Linked DNA regions of Rattus norvegicus: region 2 is linked to region 1. A link is a contact called in public Hi-C data. All regions are on one chromosome and are shown on one strand. Each heading gives the region's core, a stretch centred on a gene start, on an enhancer-like site or on the middle of the called end of the contact. The rest is flanking DNA. Distances are from core to core; before and after follow the strand shown.

Region 1 (2,700 bases), core at 153-2,652:
AGTCATAAGCTTGAAACTCTTAAAAGAGACGACCTTGATCAAAGCTTTGGAATCCAGTAAAAATTAGAAAACGAGTGGGCTTCAGAATACCCTGAGCGTACACCAGCACTTCACCAGGAAACATAGTCGATCTTCTGTCCAGAAAGTGGGGCTGACAGTCAAAAAGAAAACAGAAGGGGAATTAAGGAGCAAGTAAAATTCTGGCTTTATTACACAAGCACGAAAACAAATTCCTTTGGAGAAAAAAATTGAAAAAGTCTTCGGAGGACTTCCAGACCGGTGAGGTAGAGTCCAAGAGGGAGAAAATGCACGTGTCCCTCCAGGTTCTGGAGACGTCTCCATCCGGGTTGGGAAGCAAAGAGACTTCTGTCACGGGTCCGGCCGTCCCGTCTGGCCGCAGGCGTGGGGGCTGCACCTGTCCCGATCCCGGACCGCGGCGCCGCACCGCATCCAGGGGCCTAGTTCGCGCATAAAGTGCACCAAAGGGGGCCGGTTCTGTAAACTTTCGACTGACATTAGTCCGTTCCAGCGCGCGGAAGCTACCTCGGGCGGCGGCCGGCAGGAGGCGCCGCAACGCACATCACACCCGGGGCACCGGGAAGCGGCGGAGCCTCACCACCGGGTCCAGGTCCACTCGCAGCACTTGGCGCGCCCTGCGCCGCGCCACCGCCAGGCTGCGCTCGCCCCACACGTCGTCGCCGACGCGGATGGTCGGGAAGCTGGTCAGCGTCGGGGTGGCCGCCCTCCAGATCTCCTCCAGGGTGCGGCCCCCGAAGCAGGACGCGGGAGGCCCCGGCTCCGCAGCGGCGGGGCGCGGCCTGCTGGTGCCCGCAGCGGCCGGAGCTCCACGGCGCCTCCTCCTGGGCGTTGCGCGCGGGCGCGGCCGGCGCGCGGGGCGGCTGGCGGGCGCCGGGGGGTCGGGCACCAGTGCCCGGCACGAGGAGTAGCCGTAGACGTCCTTGCTGCGCAGGATGTGCGGGGAGAACTGGTGCTTGAGGCTGCAGAGGAAGCTCCAGAGCTCCGCTTCCGAGCTCATGAACTCCGTGCTGCTGGGCATGAAGAGCTTGAAGGCGTCGCCCAGCGCCTCCGTGCTGCCGGCTAGCGACAGTTGCGACCGCGAGTACACCACCTTCTCCTCCAGCGCCTCCAGACCGGCCCCTCCTTCCGCTCCGTAGCCGCCGCCCCAGGCGGCCCGGGGCCGGCGCCGCCGCCTCTTCACGCCGCGTCGCATCGGAGGCCGCTCGGGGCCGCCCGCCGTCCCCGTCTGCGCCCCGCTCCTCCGCGCTCGCTGGTGCTGGCGCCTTCCGCCCGGCGCCGCTCGCTACTTTTCTCGCCTTGCCGCCCCTCCCCCTCGGGGCGGAGGACGCGCTGGATGTCCTGTGGCCGGGCTAAAGATGGCGGCGGCGGCGGGCGCCCACCCCGGGGCTTTGTCATTGGACGGCGCCCGCCCCCTCCCCTGGCTTCTCTTTCTTCTCTTCTCTTGCCTCCTTTCGCCCTCAGCCTTTCTTTAAATGGGCCCGCCTTAGTCCCCGCCTACCGCGGCCTCGGCTCCTCCCATTGGGTGCTCTCAGAATGAAGGGCGGGGACTTCTGGGAGAGAGGCCAGTTCCTGGAACATGGTGCCTGTGGTGGGTAATGGTGATGGTCCTGGAAGGCCAGTCAACCATTGGATGGGTCCAAGAGGGTTGCCCTGTCAAGAGAAGGAAGTGGGTAGGCGTGAGCTCCATGTTTGGGGGCGTTGTGGGTGACTGGGTGCAGCTGTGGGTTGAGCTGGGGTAGTCTACCAGTCTGAATAGTGAGAACCCAAGACCTGATAGCCTAACAGCCCAGAGAGTTGGGTCTAAAACTAGAGGGGATGAGCATTTCACGAGTCCCTTCTAAAGTCTCAAATCCTACTTTGGCACCTTCATATGCTTTGCCTCTCCTGACCCCATCTTTCAAGAAGACTAAGCATTCAGGCATTTATGACAGTTTCCTTCTGGGCAATGGAACCATCTTGGCACATTTAGGAGATACCGATCATTGGGAAAGAAAGACTTTATGAACTAAAAGAGTCTGCTCAAGTTGAACAAGCAGCAATGGCAGCAAAGCCATTCTGCTGAAAGAAAATATATTTTTTTTAAATCAGAATGCTATTTCATATTTCAGTTGGTATTAAATTGCCCATTTGCTGCACCATCTCTATCCTTGATGTAGTATTCCTCATAATCAATAAGATTCTTTGAGAAGAATACATTCTTAAGAATGGATTACCTTTTGTATTTGGGAAGACAGTAGTAGACATTCTTTTTGTCAGTTTCTCTATTCACACTCAAGCCGCTGCCTATTCACGTAATAGGCACTGAATGCATACCGAATGAATGTACGAAATAGCACCGACCGTTTGAAATGGAGTGCAGCCCTGAAATTGCTTAGAACGAGGTAATTATATATTTTGCATTTATATTGCAGTTTTCTTTGAAGTCCTTTAGACGTCATTATTCCTCATGCTGGGGATCGAACCCAGAGCCAGAGCCTCACACATACAAAGACAGGACCCTACTACTGAGCTATACCCTCCAGCCCATAAGATTTCTGTAAAATGTTTAAGGTTTTCTAAAAAAAAAAAAAAAAAAATTACATGTCCTGCTGCTAGAATGTTCTTCAGTAAGCATCTTTATTTTGCAGCACACAATGCCAAATTTTTGTGATTTACATACAG
Region 2 (2,700 bases), core at 201-2,700, 470 kb before region 1:
GGGATGTTTACTTATATTTTACAAAACTATGAACGAGAGACTTTTCTAACATCACCAAGGATACAAAGCAACTCAACTGAACTAAATCAAGCAGGGATTTTAGAGTCTCCAGTACCACAACGGAAGTGATAATCATCTTGCAAAGGTGATTTCCACTTTAAAATCCCGTCTGAAGTAGGAATGTGGGGGGCATATGCCTAAAATTTCAGGACTCGGGAGGCAGAGGCAGGCAGATCTCTGAGTTCAGGGTCAGCTTGGTCTACAAAGCAAGTTCTAGGACAGCCAAGGCTACACAGACACTCTGCCTCGAAATCACTGAAATGAAATAAAATAAAATTCCATGTGAAAAACCACCTGTTGATAAATTTGGGTCTTTTAAAATGAAAGCTCACCTACTTACAATAGTTTAAAAAAAATGGGCAAACTAGTATGTAAGCAAAATGAGACTCAAACATTCAGACTACAGGGTTAAAAAAGTAAAAAGCAAAGAACCAAAACAAAAGCACGAGAGAGAGTACTACGCCTAAATCGCTACACTCAAAACCACCACGATGTTCAAGTAAACGCTAAACTTGAAAACTAAAATTTAATCTGTTCTAGTGAGGGTACCTAGTCTGACATTTTACCTTTTGAGCGTCTTGGCTAACAAACTTAGCTCAAGATCAGTGCGGTTCATTTCTCGTAGTTGGGGGGCAATGCTTTCTTTATCACGCCTCTCTTTGCTTAGGTGCACTTCAATTAATGCAAGAGTCAAATCAATAGGCACCTTAAAGCAACGTGCCATTTCACTCTCCCTACAAGTTCTCTCGGGGCGGGGGGGGGGGGGGTCAGAACTCCAGTTCCTTAACCTCTTGGTGTTTCACTTTCCTTTTCACAGAAATCACATAGCCAGAGCACACTAGCCTGGGCAACCAGGGGCCAGGCACGTGAATGATCCCTAGGTGCAAGGGAGTTTGAAATGCAGACCCAGCGTGGGACGGCTGAATCAGACACGGCTCCTGGGGCCAGGTTTATCCTCCGCGCTGGGACCACTAGCTGGGTGAGGGGCACACAGCCAGGACCTCTCCCCGAGCTCCCCTGGGCAGGACCATACCTGCCGACCCAGGGGCCGTTACCTAACGAACCCGATCGTCCCGTGATCTCATCCAGTTCATCCTGTCCGGGAGCCAGGGCCGCCGGCGGCGACCGTAGCTGCAGCGTGCACCCATCCCGCCGAGCCTCCGGCCGCGCCCCCGCCGCGGCGCAGGCCCCGCCTCCGGCCCGCGCCTCCATCCTTCAGCCGCCGCGTTGCGGCTTCTCCACCTGCCCTATCCCGCCGCCCTAGCTCCCGCTGCTCCCGGCCCTGAGACCCCCATCCCAACTCCACCTTGTACGAGTCGGTGGCCAGCAGGATGTTGAACTCGGCTTCTGCCGCAGCATTCATCTCGGGCCAGAGCGGAGGCGCCGCGCCACGAGCTGCCCGGCGCGGCTGCGAGCAAGGAGAAAAATGGGCTTCGCTGCGCTCCGTTGCTTAAGTCACCGCTCGCTCGCAGGGGGGCGGGAGAGCAGGGAACCGAGCACGGGGAGGGGCCGGGAGGGCGGGCAGGTCCGTGACGCGGCGGCGGAGGAAAGCGCGCTACACGACCCAGCGCGCTCCGGCGGCTTTCCCGGCGGCTCCGCGCCCCGCCCATCCCGGGGATAAGGGGCGGGGCACGGCTGCGCGTGCGCAACGCAGGGGCGGGGGGTTGCCGAGGAGGACGTGAGGCACGCGCTCTGCCTCGGCGGCGCCCGCCCCAGGCCTAAAGCCGACAGTCACCCCAGCGCGTGACCTGGGCGCCTGCCTCTGAGGGGCGTGGTTTGATATAGGGGCGTGGCTTGGGCGTTCCCAGCCTCGCCCCTCCTGTCGTGAACCTCTTTGCCCGCCCCAGCCCGGACCTTCCTCTTGTCCTACCCAGTCCCTGCTCGTCCTGAGAGTCTTGTTGGAGTCACGCCACCTAGCTAAGGCCAAGGAGCCACCCACTCTTAGTTCCCGCACGCGCTGAATTACCTTTGTCTTTCGTTTGGACCGTGGATGGATCCTTTGGTCACCATCCGTCTTGTCGATCCTGATCCTCTAGATTTTCTTTTGAAATAAGAGGAGCTGCTTGAAGTCTGAGTTCCCCTGGTGCACGGCCTTGCTTTCCTCCCTGCTCTGTCTGTAGCTGAGCTCTTTGATCCTTTGAAGACTGACTTTTCCTGGAGAAAGTCTTAACAGTCCTTTGCACCTTGAGGGGAAGGTTAAATTCAACCCTCTCCGACAATGAAAGGACAAGACCAATTGAATCCAGTATTGTTGGGAAGTAAAAGGCATCCAGCCAAGTCTTAGACAGAGGATCTGTTTTTTCCTTTAAATCATTAAATCCTGGGGAAAGAGCTAGCAACCTTCCAAATAAGCGAAATGACGTCTGATGACGTCATCCAACTTTCATGAGCCAGTCCTCTTGTTTCATTTTCACATACATAGTTGCAATTTTTTTGGGGGGGGCATAAAACTAAAATTCCCTTTGCATGTTTAATAGCATTTAAGAATTCTAAGATTTAGGTTTTGTGGTTTTGTTTTTATAGAATAAAAGTAGTTAGTATTATTAAACTGGCACAAACTGCATCAAATTAGCAGTCTCTTTTTGCCTTTTACTTCCCAACAATATTATATTCAGCTTGGTCGTGTCCCTTCGTTGTCTG

What was found. A called contact is a pair of places that touch in the nucleus more often than the background predicts.
Region 2: a Hi-C map of frontal cortex shows a contact between it and region 1, with 3 times the contacts expected there. The contact joins the promoter of Nampt here to the promoter of Ccdc71l in region 1. A contact is called at or near these places in 2 of 12 Hi-C or Micro-C datasets (the A7r5 cell line and frontal cortex).

Annotation. Positions count from the first base shown.
Region 1 is chr6:54,686,176-54,688,875 of GRCr8, reverse strand. It overlaps Ccdc71l (coiled-coil domain containing 71-like), which reads right to left and starts at 1,402. Exons shown (of 1, transcript NM_001399142.1): 1 at 1-1,402. The coding sequence starts at 1,231. The coding sequence ends at 581.
Region 2 is chr6:55,151,506-55,154,205 of GRCr8, reverse strand. It overlaps Nampt (nicotinamide phosphoribosyltransferase), which reads right to left and starts at 1,450. Exons shown (of 11, transcript NM_177928.3): 1 at 1,367-1,450. The coding sequence starts at 1,423.